Regions from separate parts of the Mus musculus genome. Here regions 2, 3, 4 and 5 are each linked to region 1. The links are chromatin contacts, called in public promoter capture Hi-C maps. All regions are on one chromosome and are shown on one strand. The core of a region is the stretch at or near the end of the contact, and the rest is flanking DNA. Distances in the headings are between cores, read along the strand shown.

Region 1 (2,712 bases), core at 117-2,616:
CCCGGACCTGGTACTCCTGACCCCGAGAAATCCACAAAAGCAGTTGGGGAAGATAAAAAGGAATCTAAAGTGGCCTAAGATACAGTGAGAAAATAAAGTGTTAAGAAGGCCCGGGGTCCGTAAAGATTACGGTAAGAATGAGGTCTGACCCTTTCCAAGCCCAGTGCGTCCGTCTGAAGAAGTGATGAGGAGCAGGAAACTGAAGCTCAGCAAACAGGTGGCCCCGAAACGAAGCGACATCTCCACGGTGGTAGTTGCACAGAGCCACCGGATTGAGGGAACAGGATTTCCAGCAGAAGCTCCGCTCTGCCCCCTTATCGCCGTTCAGCCCAACCCCTCGGATTCCCAGATTTTTTTTTTTTTTTTTTTTTCCTAGCCAAACACTGAAGGAAGTGATGTTAGACGGATGTGGGCGGTGCCTCGAGGGTCCGCTTTGGAATGGAGTAAGTTTAAAGGTGCAGATCACGTAGAAGGATGTGGGAGTACATCTCGAGTTTGCTTTCCCTAAGTCCTTGATATCCAGGCTTAAAGAAACAGCCGGATGAGGTGGCCCGAATTGGTGAGGGCTGGGGAAAGGTTCAGGAAAACCGTTGTTAATTACGTCTGACCTCTAGCCTAGCCCCTCCCTCCAATGGACCACTACACTAAATATTCAAAATGCAAATTATTATCTTTGAGATCAGCCTATCACAACAGAGGGCTTGGAATTTCCCGCCCCCTCGCACAAGTTAAAAATACTGGACAACAGCATTTCATTGTTAGATTTCTGTTTGGGATTCCAAAGAGACTCGGTAAGCCCGTTTCGCTGTGCACGCGTCTGTGTCTTGCAGGCAAGCACTTTGGAGAAGCGCTGGACCCTTCCCCCCACCCCCACTCGCATTCGCAGGACTTCCACTCAGGCATGATGCAACCAACTGACATAAGGTCCAAGAAAACCATGCTTGGGGCCTTTTATTGCACAACTGAAGAGGTAGTCCGAGGGAACTGGGACATAAGTCATCTCAAGCACGTAAAGTGTAAAGCTTCTTTCCGTTAAGTCTGTTGCTTTTTGTATTGGGTCGAGTTACTACCTAACAAGTCAACTGCCGACTTTCCCTCCTGATGAGAGTCCATTAGAGCTCAATGCTTAGTGAAGGACATCCAAGGTGTACAACCCGAACTAGACCCCACACCACCCTTCTGTTAAATCCAAGACAAAAGGTAAGCGCAGACACAATGGGACGCCAAGGGGACCGCCGCCTCCTCCAGGAAGCAGCCCGGCCGCCAATCAGAATAGTGAGGTGCGCGAGGCATGCTGGGCTTTGTAGTCGGGAGGCAGGCGCGCAGTTGCCGTACCCACCCCCACCCCGCCTCCCTCCCGCGGTCGAGGCGGGGCCGTGCGTCACGTGGGCCTCTCCCGCCGCCGCCGCCGCTGCCGCCGCGGTCTTTCTCTGTCTCAGCTGAGGCAGCCATCTTGCTCTTGCCGCGTGCTGGTGTTGGAGGACCCTCCCCGCTGCAGGTGAGACCCCCGGCGGGCCCGCCACCCCACGGCCTCCGGCCGCTGCGCACGGTCTCCCCCCGCCCTCCCCTCTCGACACCCGCCGTCCGCTCCGGCTGCCACTTCCGCCGTGGCGCGGCGAGTGGGGGCGGAGGCGGCCGGCCGGGCCTGTCGGTTACGGGCGGCGCAGCTGGGGGTCGGCACCTGAGGGAAGGTCCCCAGCACCACCGCCCGCTGTGGAGGAGCCGGGCCCGGGCTCTGGCCGCTCAGGTCCAGACCCAGGAGGGTAGAACCCTCCTCGTCCATCACTCATTATTCACAACAACAGTGTCAGACGCTTTGAGCAGCAGATCTGTTGTCATCTCTTTTGCTCCTCCCAAACTGAGGTTAGCACCCGGCCACCAAGCTCTTGGGGCCGAACTAGGTTGCAGCGCTCTTCACTTTGTAATAGAAGTGCTTGTTTACAAGTCTCTCTTAATTTTGAGACAGTTACCTATCCTTATAACCTCTTCACACTGCCTGATGATTGATCGCCAGGCACAGTGTTACACAGCTGGTGAATGGCGGTTTCAACTTCCGTTCCCACGTTCTTTCATTATACCTAATTAGTGGCCCTCTGGAAGAATGGTAACAATAGTTACCAACTACTGAGTGTCTTACCTGAACTTGATAATCTATGCTTTAGCCTTCAACTCAGTAAAGTATGCGATGGTATACTTTTTTTAATGCGGGAGAAACAAACACAAGTACAAAGAACCTAAATACCTTTCCAAAGCCCTAAGTGGTAAAACCTCACATAAAAAGTCAGGGCTGAAAATTCAAATTATTTTTATCTTTGTAAACATGATTAAAGTACTTGGATGCTTATAATTTGGGCATCCAATAAATATTGATTCATCTCTGTATACTCTTTTTGGAAGTCCTTGAGAAAAGTGCAGAAAGGATTCGTGGATATTCACTCAGTGATCATGTGGCCCTTGAAAGTCATTTCTCCCTTTGGGACACAGAGAGGAACTTTCCAGGCCTTCCAGGCAGCTAACAATTTTGTTTATAATTTATGCCCTGCTGCACTAACAGGTATCTGAGATGACCTCACACTTGAAACAAGAATGACAGGTACATTAAAGATATTAAGTAGGGATTAAACCAGGTGACCTTTTAGGTCTCAGGCTGAGTCTAAATGTCTTTTTCTATTAGAATCCTACACAGCCCAACTTGCTGTTGGACAAAAGGCC
Region 2 (2,712 bases), core at 108-2,607, 1.9 Mb after region 1:
GATCACATTAAGGCTCGCTCTGGACCCTGCCAGTGACTGTGAGCCCGGTCTGTGCCATCCCATTGTGGCCACGACAAGAGGTGAGTACCTATCACCCCAGACAGAACAGCTAGTGGGTGGGTACCACAGACAAGCTGCACCAAGCCGCGGGAGCCGGAGACCGGTCCCCAAACTTGAACTTCCAAGTGGCACTGGGACTAAACCCACCTAGGTCTCGCAAACTCGCAAGCCCCTTACAAGAGCCCTGCCTGAGCCACCCTCCTTTTCCCAGCCCACTTCAGCTCCCTGCTTTAGCCCAGCTTTGGGGTCCGAACGGACTCGGTCCCAGTCCGGGTACTTGGCGCGCTCTGGAGAGGGCAGCAAAGCGCCGCCCTCAGCATCTCCCCCTCAAACAACTGTCCCCCAAGCCTGGGGCCGGGCCGGCGCCGCCAGCCCAGCCCAGCCCAGCCCGGACGCCCCGGAGCGCACCGGGCTGACGGGGAGGCCGCTGGCTGGGTAGGGAGAGCGCTCCCGGGCGAACAAAGCCCCCGGCACGCACTCCTCACGCCGCGGGCGGACAAAAGGAGCCTTCGGGGCTGCAGAAAGCCACGCGCCCCCTGCCCGCACTCGGTGGGCAAAGTAAGGGCCCCGCGCCCAGCGGGCCGAGCGCACCGGCTCCGAGTGGGACCTCGCCCACCCTCGTCGCGGACCCCCGCGCCCGCTCTGCCCCGCGCCTACCAACTACCCTCGCCCACCGCTGCCCTGCCGCCCCTTCAGGGTGCCCCAGCCTCCGCCGGCGCCCAACAATGGGCTCTCCACGCCACCGCCGCCGCCGCGGGGCAGAGACCCGGGCCCCAGGGGCACCAGGCGGCGCGACCCCCGCGCCCACCTGCCTCCCGCCACCCGCGGCGCGGCCCCACTCGCGAGAGGCTTACTTTTCCCGAGCCTGCCCGTCCGAGGGCACCGCCGAGCCTTTGCCTTTGGCAAACATGGCTTGCAGAGAAGAGGGCGCCGAGCCCGCCGCCGCCGCCGCCGCTACCGTCCGGTCTCCCGAGCTGCCCTGCTCCCGGCCCCCTCCCGGCGCTCGCCCGCTCGCTCGCACTCCGCTCGCCGCGCTCCCTCCCTCCCAGGCGCAGGCTCCGCGCTCTTTCCAGCTGTCAAAGCGTCAGCCCCGGCCGCGGCCCCATCGCCCTGGAACTCCTCCCGCGCCGGCTCGGCCTGAGCTGCGCCGCCGCCCGCCCGAAGCCTGCAGCTCGCTTGCTCGCGGCCCGCGCGCCCGCCGCCCGGCTCCGCCTGCGCCGCCCTCTGCGCCTTCAGCACCGCTGCCGCTGCCGCCGCCGCCGCCGCTGGTCTACTTGGAGCTCAACCGAACGTGGCTGCCCCGGCAGGAGCGCGGCGGGCGTCCACGCCCCGCGACGGACGGCCGCGGCGGCCAATCGGCGCGCGGGGGCGGGCCTGGAGGCCGAGAGGGACGCCTGTCAGCACGGCCGCGCCAGTCCCGCTGCGCCTCCTCCGCGAGCCGCTGCCCGCTCGTGCCCCGGCCGGGGGAGCGGGGGGCGAGCCTTGGCGTTGGGGTGGGGCGGTGACTCGAGGGGCTCGGGCGTGGACTGGAGCACCCGGCCGGCGCGGCGGGGACTGGGCGCTGCGACAGCAGGCGCGGACCCCGGCTGGCCCGGCGCGCCCCTTTCCGCGTCGGCCTAGCCCCCAGCGCCCCCGCCTCCCCGTGCTGAGCGTACCCTCAGCGGGCCAGGACCCCGGCCGGCCCTGCTCCCCTCTCCGCCCCACCCCGGGCTGCCTGTGCCCAGCCCTGCCTCCCGAGCCCCGGCCAGGGCTGCACGCGGAGCTGGGCGGCCGAAGCTGGCGCCAAAGCGCGCGGCTGCTTCTTTACTAGATCGTTAAAATACTTTGGGAAACCCCAAAGTGGAGCCGCGCGAAAATGGCCCTTGGCGTGCTCCAGGCAAGCTGTAGGAGGGAAAAGAGGTCTTGGACTAGAGGGAAAGAGAGTTGATTTCTCTCAAATTTCTGAGGTTTGCTAGCCCTGGCAAGTTAGCCTCTCGCCTTTCCACGGGAAAGGGTTCCGTTTGGATGAGGGACGTCACCTGGACGCCTCGCGACTCGGAATGCGCGCCGCAGAAATCTCAAACTTCAAATAAATGGAGCTAAATTGGAGAGTAGGGGACCAGAGTCGGGCGTGGGGGGAGGGGAAGCTTCCATTGTCAATGACCCAGGTGTACAATGGGAAATGGGGGGTTGGCAGAGTGACCAAGCTTTTTGCTCACGACTCCTTTCTGTCCACTCGAGGAACCCAAAAACCTGCAGTGTATTCTCATTGGAGTCTCCAAATCAAAAACTGGTGAGATAAGGGATGGCTCCCCATTTTCATACTGTTTTTAGAGCGCGGTTCTCTTTAAATGTGATAAAACATTGTCGGCACTGTCTCTTTAAAAGAGTCAAGCAGAAAAGCTGTGTAAGCGCTGATTGGCTGCCTGTTTGGATACATCTTTAGGGGAGCCTTGAAACTGTTAGCCTAGGTTGATTTTTTTTTTTTTTAACTGCGCTGTTCCAATAAACAAGTAACGCCCCTCCCCCTAACATGCCTCACACCAAACAATTAAAGGATAGGTCAGTGTCCTGGGGAAAACACGTTTTAAGTAGGAAAACTCAGAACTAGATTTCAACAAAATAAACAATAATTCCCTACCATTAAAGTTTGCTTTTTTTGCCCTGCCGAAG
Region 3 (2,712 bases), core at 116-2,615, 1.7 Mb after region 1:
ATCAAAGACAGGAAAGCACTTGTCAATATGGAACATTCTAAAGTCACTGGGACTGCCATTCTAGTCACTTTGTACCTTTAGAAGGCAAAGAGGGAGAGCCACAATGGTTAAGCAAATAGCATACAGAAGACAAGGCCAAAAAAAAAAAAAAAAAAAACCACGCGCATCAGCGAAAGCCCTTACAAAGCCAGGTGGGGAGGGGCATAAACCCTAATTATATATGGAAAATGAGTGGGGAGAACCACCAAGCAATTTAGAATGTTGAGTAAACAGAATTCATAAGAAACTGGAAAACAACTTAAGAAGGCAGAATTAAAGGCTAGGCAGCGGCTGCGGGCAGGGACCAGGGTTAGGGATCGGTCTCTCCTCTAGCTACACAGTATAGGTTTTCCGTAGGACAGTAGAATTTCCTGATCCACTCCACGATTCCTTATCTTCTGCACTGAGTGACGTTTATTTTACTTTATTGTTTTTTGAAGACAGACCCCCCCCCCCCCAACCGCCGCCTCACAAAGGCATCCAGTCCCTTGCGGCAGCGTCTCACACACACTCAACACAGACAGGAAGTCCTCCCTTCCACGGTGTCTGGTAACTACTGAGGCTGACTTCACACTTCAGACCGCAAAGGAATTGTCAAGCTTTCTCCGACTCGGGGAACACAACGCGCTTCGTCCCAGAGAGGCGCGCCATCAACCCAGACTGGAAGGCACTATTTTGTGCACGCCTGCGTCCGCGCCATCCTCCCCACCCCCGCGCTGCTAGTTAGGTCAGGACCTCGCGTTCATCCTCCATCTACCCTAGCAAGCGATCGCCTCCCTGGCGGTCCCGCGGGCTCCCAAGGGCTCGCCGATTCCGCACATTTGTGTCCCCCCCCCCAACCCCCAGCCTATCGCCGAGACCTGCAGCACAAACTTCCGGCAATTTCCGCAGGAGCAAGGAAAACTGCAGCTGCACCGAGTGGGCAGCGGCTGAAGCACAGCTTCACCACTAGGGCCCCGGCGCTGACCCCGAGGTGGAACGACGCGAGCTGGGGCACCGAGGGATGAGGGGAACTCGGGACGGATGGGCCCTGCCTACCTTCGGGTAGGTGTGCAAGGGGTAGGTCAGCTGACAGGCCCGGTGACAGGACGCTGTGTCTCCCAGGACCGAGTCAAAGGCTTCGGCCGCTGCAGTCCCCGAGCCTCCGGCCAGCGCCATAGTCAACAGCAGCAGCGGCGGGAGCCCCAGTTGGGCCTGGACCCAAAGCTTCCCCTTTGGCGCCGCCATCTTGTTCCCCTCTGTCACAGCAGCTCGAATTGTTGCTGTTTTCTTTTCAGGCTTTCTCCTTCTTCCGGGCCAGCCCCTTTCCCCGCCCCTCCGGCCCGCGCTTCCGCCTCCGAGAGCTCCTCGGCCCCGCCCCGGTCCGCCCAATCGGCTGCCTCCTGGCCGGTCTCTGGGACGGAAAACCTCTCGTGGGCGGGCTTGGGGACCCGGCCGACCATCTCAGCCTTGGGCTCAGAGCCGCGCCTGCCCCTTTCTCCGTGCCAGGCCGACTGGGGCCAGTAGTTCTCGGCGGCTTGGAGCGAGCTGAGGGGTGTTGCTTCCCTCAACCACAGCTTCCGCACGCCTCGCAGTGCGTTCTGGGAAGTGTAGTTCCTGCGGGTCACCAGCGAGGAACTGGGCCCCGGAAGAAGTGTACAAATAGTTACAACGCGCGGCCCGGGTGGAGGTCCCGAGGAGTCAAGAGACCAAACAGCGTAGGCAGGCTGATTTTCCCGGTGGGTCTCACGTCGAGCTCTGATTGGATAAGCCCTTTCCAGGCCTCCTAGTGCTGGGGCCAAGGCCTTGCTCGTGGAAGGGTTGGGATTCTCTGACACACAACACTGGTTTCTGAAGCAGCTTCTGTATTGCGCCGGGGTCTGGAGATGGTTGTTGTGGGCCTTAGAGTAATTCTTAGGATTGGGGCTGCCGCGGAGTGGGTGTAAAGAGGGGTTCACTGAGCCCAGTGGAACCCTAACTTCATCACAACTCAACCTGAACTGGAAAAGGATTTCAGAAGTCACCCCATTACCCCGGGTAGTGGAATCCAACTCCCTCCCTAGCATGCCCCTCTGGATCTTAGGAACTTAACCCAGGAAGTAAACTTAATTATAGTTTCAGAAGAGATTTCCTCTTTCGAGAAGAAGTCTTATTTCCTGTAAATACCATCCAAAAGCCTTCATAATTCAGACGTGTTTAGAAAATCCAGTCGTGTCACTTCTGGGAATACACATCTCAACCTTAATAAAGTTTCACCCTGTTTCTTGAATAGAATACTCCTCAAGCACCTGAAGGTAGGCGGAGCCCCCAGCAATGGATAAATTCGTCATTCGAACGCCTAGGATCCAGAATAGCCCGAAGAAGAAACTCGGAGAAAAGGTTTACAAGCAAGCCACGATTGAGTCGTTGAAGGTGAGAAGGAATGTGGGGTCAGAGAAAATGTGCACAGGACTGTCATAAAGAGATAGGGCCAACAGGTTCCATTGTAGGGAATCATGACTTTTTGTTAAGCACCCTTCAGGGACCATTTTTCTTTCTTACATACCCTGTACAGACTTTTATCAGTTCCTGTACCTCTGCTACCCTGAATTAATCCAATTCTGGCTTTAGGGTATGGTTGCTAGCTGACAGGATCACTACCCCCCTTTGTTAAGTTTTTTCTTTTTAAGATGAATTTTTATTTATTTATTTTGG
Region 4 (2,712 bases), core at 85-2,584, 1.5 Mb after region 1:
AATTTTGAGAGCCAGCTGTAGTGGTAGTGCATGCCTTTAACCTCAACACTGTGGAGGCACATCTCTGTGAGTTTAAGGGTGGCCTGCCCCACATAGTGGGTCAGAAACTAAAAATGATTACTACCATCTCTTTATCTTCTGTGGCTATGGGATTCAGTTCTTTCCTTCTACCTTAGGGACCCAGAATGGGACTAGGACCATGCTTGGGGACAGCCACCTTTACCTGCTGAGCAATCCCTCCCCCCCACACACACACTTGCCTACTCTTTCAACGGGGACTGATAGTTTATATAACTATCACAGGTCATACAACTTGATATTTATATTAATATAGCTCAGGAAGAGAGTTGGTATAGAGCTGAGCAGCCTCTCGGAGTTAAAGAAGAGGAGTGAGCTGGAGAATAAGGGAACTGCACCTGGGAATAGAGTATGTGACGGGTGAGAACTGAACACAGGAGAGTCGAGAAGCACTCAGGACTCTGTGAGTGGATGTCCAGCCCAGCCTGTGATCAGGACATCTGTGAGCGGAATCCACCCAGTGCAGGGAAGAACCATCCAGAGCGACACTGGACAGCCTACAGAGGAACCGAAAGCTGGTGTGGTAGCTCATTTGAATGTTTGCCTAGCAAGTACAAAGTCCTGGGTTCAATACTCAGGACCTACAAAATCTGGTGCATGCCGGCGATCCCAGCACCTAGGAGACGGAGGCAGGAGACTGAGTAAGTTTAAGGTTATCCTAGACTATCTGGTGAGCTCGGAGACCATGAGTTAGAAGAGTGTCCTATCAACAAAAAGAGACTGGCTGCGGGGGACACTCGCTGCCGCGTGAATGTTTAGGGGCCAGATGCAGCCTGGAGATGGAAGAAAATGGAAGGGGAGCCTAGGGTTTGGGAGAGGTGGTGGGGAAAGCATTCCAGTGCAGCCGGCTTAAGGTCCCAGACAGACCTGGGTTTGAGTCCCGATTCTGTTGTTTCTCTGCTGTGTGTGCGCTCCTTGAGGCTCCCCATCTGTAAAATGGGTTCGTGAAGGTGTCTAAACCATTCTATAAGGTAGTGCGTGTAAGGAGCTTAGCGAAGAGCCAGGCAATTAGTAGCTCTTAACTGTTAGCGACCCTGCAGTCAGGGATCTAGGGATGCACAGACAGGGTTTGGGTGGTGGTGGGGGATGCTTGAGCAACAGAGGACAGGGAGGGTAGGAGATTCCCCAACTGACCCAGAAGCCCTGACGCCCTCACCTCTCAGGAAGAGGTCCAACTGTCCAGGAAAGGTTGGGGCCTGGGATGCTCTGCACTGGTAGCCGGTCAGTCCAATCCCGGAAGCCGGAGATCCGGGGGAGGGTGTTAGATTTCTCCGCCTCCTCCGGGCAGAGCACCGCCTCCTCTCTTAAAGCAAACGCGGTCACCCAGCGAAGACTCGGAAAACGCGGAAGACACCGGAGCGCCAAGTAACTCGGTGCTGAGTCCCGCCCTCTCGGTGGTCTTAAAGAGACAGGCGAAGTGGGGCGAATTCTCAGGAGTTCGGGAGTGTTTTACTCATTGTTTATACGTTTTACTTATGCAAAGAGAAAAATGAAAAAGAAAAAGAAAATAGGTCACCAGTTCCTGGTTTCTCTGGCCATGAAAACTTAACCAGCGAGGAAGGCACCATAGCAGATGGCTTGTGAATCAAAGAAGTTCTTTTGTCACTGTTCACAGAGGGCTGGCCCCTCAGCTGTACCACCTAGGTGTCTGACAGTCACCTCGAAAACAGCAGGACTTAACAACATTGGCATAGTCTGGCAAGCGACCTTGTGGTTTGCTTCCTACCTGGACCTCCAGGCTTGGAAAACTGTCTCCCCCTGCCCATAGGGGATGCTATCGTCTCCTCTGGGACTCCTGTTGCTCTGCTAATCCCCTGGGCTTCACCCTGCTTTGGCAATGCTTGCCTGAATTCTGTTTGCTTATCTTTGCCAGCCTGTGAACACTGAGAACAAAAAGATCCGGAATGGTTCTAGTCTCCGGGTGGCCAGTACCAGCCAAGGCAGTAGCATACAATTACTGTTCACAGTATTCTATCACGGACTGAAAGGGTCCCTAGACAGTTTTTGCTGTCTGGGAGGGAGCAGTGTAAACAGCAGACACTTGATTCACAGCTCATACAAGGAGACCAGTGTCTTTAGCTTCACCTGCAGGGTACTTCCAATTTGACTTCTAACATACTCTGAATATCAGTCATGATTGATAATGTTTTTTTTTCTTTTTAAAAAAAGAGTTGCTTATTTATTTTATGTATGTGAGTATGCCACTGTCTTCAGACACACCCCAGAAGAGGGCATTAGATCCCATTACAGATGGTTGTGAGCCACCATGTGGTTGCTGGGAATTGAACTCTGGATCTCTGGAAGAGCAGTCAGTGCTCCACTGAGCCGTCTCTCCAGATAATGTTTTCCTAACTGGCAAGCTGTCAGGTGTAATAACACACATTAGTTAATATAATTCATATGGAGGGGCTTTGTCTATGCAGGACCTCCAACTCTCAGAACAATGCTGCAAACCCGAGGGGGGCGCCCTTATTATATAAGGGGGTAACTGGGCTCAGAGTGCATGTGGAGCACTGTTGTTGAATGTCCGGAATGAACATCAGCTTATGAACTCAGACGTGCAAGCATGCCCAACACCTCTTCTGTCTCACATTCGCTCATTTGCTGCTAACCTCACCCCCACTGATCTTACTC
Region 5 (2,712 bases), core at 70-2,569, 1.0 Mb after region 1:
AGAGCACTGGGAGGTGGCTCGGCTGATAAAGCGCCTGCTGCGTAAGCAGAACGGCCTGATTCTGCTCCCCTAGAACACATATTAAAAAAACAAGCCACGTATAACCCTAGGAGGGTAAGGGAAGACAATAGAACCCAAGAGCTTACTGGCCAGCCAGCCTAGCCAAATGTATTTAACATTCAATGATAGACCCTGTGTAAGCACAGTATGCATGTATGTATGTATGTATGTATGTATGTATGTATCTATAATCCATCCATTTATCCATCCATCCATCTATCTTTCTATCTATCTCAGAATCAAAAAGGAGCCACAGAACCACAGATTCAACTCTCCATGTTCCAAAATAAACATTTTAGAGTCTCAAAACCCCAAGCTAGACTGCTCAGGCCCTCTGGGTCAGAACGTGGGACACTCGGCCATCAAAGACTCTCACAAGCAAGCTGCAGAAGCCCAGAAACTCTCGTCATGGGATCTAACCCAGGTGCCAGGAGCAGTAGGCATGGCCACCCCTCCCCCACCGCAGGCCCAGGAATCCCGTTCCCACCGCTGACATATGGCCAGTCTGCGCAGGCAAGAGGCTGAAAGCTGTCCCTTCTGAACAGGGAGGGAAGTAAGTTCTCAACGGGAGACCCCCGCTTTGTACAAATGGATTCTTCACCCTCCTTGTTCTTTGGCTCTGGTCAGAAAGATTCCCAGGGCAGTGGCAAGAAGCCAAGCGCTGCCACGAAATGACTTTAACCAGCAGACAGGCTGGTAATAGGTTTCGGTGGGAAAAAGGCAGGAGCGGGGTGATTCATTCCAACTTGCTATGTGATAAAGAAAATTAAGGCATAATACTGCGGAGGCAGTGCCCCTGTTAACCTGTGCGGAATACCAATTACTCCAAGCTTCTCAAAATCGCTAGAAATAAAAAGAAAACCCCAGAAGAGTGTGATTGTGGCCCAAGGCTCATCTGGATTAGGGCTGTTTGTTTGCCCTGGCACCCTAATGATGAGAGGGAGGGAAAATTCCCCGTTACCTTGGAGACAGCGATGCCAAAGCGGGGGTGGGAGAGGAGAGGCAAGCCCACGTGCAGCCACTGATCTGCTTGGCAAGTGCTTAGGGTAGAGGGATCCCCAGGTTCACTCAGGGAGGGCTGGGTGCAGAGGCTGCTAGGCCTCCCCTTGTCCTTCCCTCTACGGCACCTTCAGTGCTAGGTGTAGCATACGGGAGGGGCTGCAGAGAGAACATCTGGTGTATTGCATGGATGCATCACCTGTCAATTTAAAAACCTATGGCCTATAGGAAAGGGTAGAAGAGAAGGTGGGACATCCGGGAGGCAGAAAGAATTCTGGGATAGAGCCAGGCACGGGAAGATTCACAGGGGAAGATGTGACGAGGGGGACACTTGGTGCCTGAGCCCAGGTAAGCAGCCATGTGGCAGAATGGATTATTACAGTTATGATCTAGTCAGAGAAGAGCCTAGCTATATGGCCAATTTATACTTTGAGTCTGGATCTTATTTCTGAGAGCACGGGGCTGGGAGGAAGAACCAGACCTAACTCACACAAGGACCAGTTTCACTCATCCTACTCGTAGGAGAGTCTCAGGTCTGTACTGCTGGAAGCCAAGAGAATCAGGAGCAGAAGGGGGGTGCTTACTGTGTGCCAGGCACCTGCCAGGTACTGGTGAACTCTGAAGTTAGGGAAGACTTCTGGGGGAGGGGGAGGGGGGAGGGGAAGCGGCGGGGGCAGCCTCCCTGCTCACAGGCCTCTGGACCACATCTCACAACTCTCGCTCCTTATACAAGCTAAAGATACCAACTGCCTTGAGCCAGCCTGCTCCCCAGTAAACCACCCCTCTATGGCTTGCATGGAGGTGAAGCCACCTATCATGCAATCATTGCTTGCACTACAGAACAAATTCACTCCCCTCCAAGTAGCCAGTTCCTCTGGGCATGGACGTTTGGGAGAGTCTCGTCTACTGCCTGCTGTGGTCTTCCTCCTGCCAGGAGCAGGTTAGAGGTCCCAGAGCTTAAATCCTGCCTCTGCCCCTATGTGACCTCATGCAGGCTACTTGCCTGGTATATATAATGTACTCTTAGATGAGGAATGTGAGACTTGGCCCTGACCATGGAGTGATGGCCACCACACTGCTCCTTAAGGTATACAAAGCCTATTACATATAGATCCTCGCTTGACTTGGTGCTGAGAAATGAACCTAAGGCCTCACGCATGCTCTAAAACTGAACGACACTATCTATCTATCATCTATCCATTTATTTTGGAGACAGGGTAGTAGATCACTCTGTCGCTCAGGCTGGCCTTAAGCTCACTGTGTAGCCAAGGACGGTCATGAACTTCTGACCCTCCTCCTACTTTTGCTATCATGCCTGATATCATGCAGTGCTAGGGATTGAACCCTGGGCCTCGCGCATGCTAGGTTAGCACTCTTCTAACGAGCAACCTGTCCAGTCATTACTTAGTTCTTACAGCTCTCCTGAAGTTCAGAGAGGGACAAGATGGCCTACATCACACAACGAATGAGTAGACCTACTAGGTCCAGTGCTCTCCAGCAGCTCAGGGTACTTCCTCTAAGGAAGGGGCTACAGTGGGAATTCAGAGCTTGATCCTGGTCAGTCCTGTGAAATAAAGAGGAGTACTCTTTCAAGAGCCTCTCTGAGCCACCGTGAAACTCTAACAGCATAAAAGATGCCTAAGGCATAAATTA

The links. Promoter capture Hi-C pulls out the DNA fragments that hold promoters and counts their contacts.
Region 2: a contact with region 1 is called in a promoter capture Hi-C map of pre-B cells, with 2.2 times the contacts expected there. The contact joins the promoter of Ssbp3 here to the promoter of Btf3l4 in region 1.
Region 3: a promoter capture Hi-C map of pre-B cells shows a contact between it and region 1, with 4 times the contacts expected there. The contact joins the promoter of Tmem59 here to the promoter of Btf3l4 in region 1. A contact is called at or near these places in 4 of 39 promoter capture datasets (the C10 cell line, hippocampal neurons, liver and 1 more) and 1 of 9 other capture datasets (adipose tissue).
Region 4: a promoter capture Hi-C map of pre-B cells shows a contact between it and region 1, with 4 times the contacts expected there. The contact joins the promoter of Yipf1 here to the promoter of Btf3l4 in region 1. A contact is called at or near these places in 2 of 39 promoter capture datasets (neutrophils and pre-B cells) and 1 of 115 datasets of contacts at active chromatin or transcription factors (embryonic stem cells).
Region 5: a promoter capture Hi-C map of stem cell-derived epiblast-like cells shows a contact between it and region 1, with 3 times the contacts expected there. The contact joins the promoter of Lrp8os2 here to the promoter of Btf3l4 in region 1. A contact is called at or near these places in 1 of 39 promoter capture datasets (stem cell-derived epiblast-like cells) and 1 of 115 datasets of contacts at active chromatin or transcription factors (pancreatic cancer cells).

What each region holds. Positions count from the first base shown.
Region 1 is chr4:108,832,294-108,835,005 of GRCm38.p6, reverse strand. Btf3l4 (basic transcription factor 3-like 4) reads left to right here and starts at 1,366. Exons shown (of 6, transcript NM_027453.3): 1 at 1,366-1,498. Txndc12 (thioredoxin domain containing 12 (endoplasmic reticulum)) reads right to left here and starts at 328. Exons shown (of 7, transcript NM_025334.3): 1 at 150-328. The coding sequence starts at 240.
Region 2 is chr4:106,910,115-106,912,826 of GRCm38.p6, reverse strand. Ssbp3 (single-stranded DNA binding protein 3) reads right to left here and starts at 1,357. Exons shown (of 18, transcript NM_023672.2): 1 at 915-1,357. The coding sequence starts at 970.
Region 3 is chr4:107,177,283-107,179,994 of GRCm38.p6, reverse strand. It overlaps Tmem59 (transmembrane protein 59), which reads right to left and starts at 1,365. Exons shown (of 8, transcript NM_029565.3): 1 at 1,078-1,365. The coding sequence starts at 1,266. Tceanc2 (transcription elongation factor A (SII) N-terminal and central domain containing 2) reads left to right here and starts at 1,629. Exons shown (of 5, transcript NM_025617.2): 1 at 1,629-1,757; 2 at 2,291-2,430. The coding sequence starts at 2,332.
Region 4 is chr4:107,312,985-107,315,696 of GRCm38.p6, reverse strand. It overlaps Yipf1 (Yip1 domain family, member 1), which reads right to left and starts at 1,334. Exons shown (of 10, transcript NM_145550.3): 1 at 1,235-1,334.
Region 5 is chr4:107,821,629-107,824,340 of GRCm38.p6, reverse strand. It overlaps Lrp8os2 (low density lipoprotein receptor-related protein 8, apolipoprotein e receptor, opposite strand 2), which reads left to right and starts at 1,319. Exons shown (of 2, transcript NR_151515.1): 1 at 1,319-1,407. All of the region lies in intron 2 of Lrp8 (low density lipoprotein receptor-related protein 8, apolipoprotein e receptor), which reads right to left.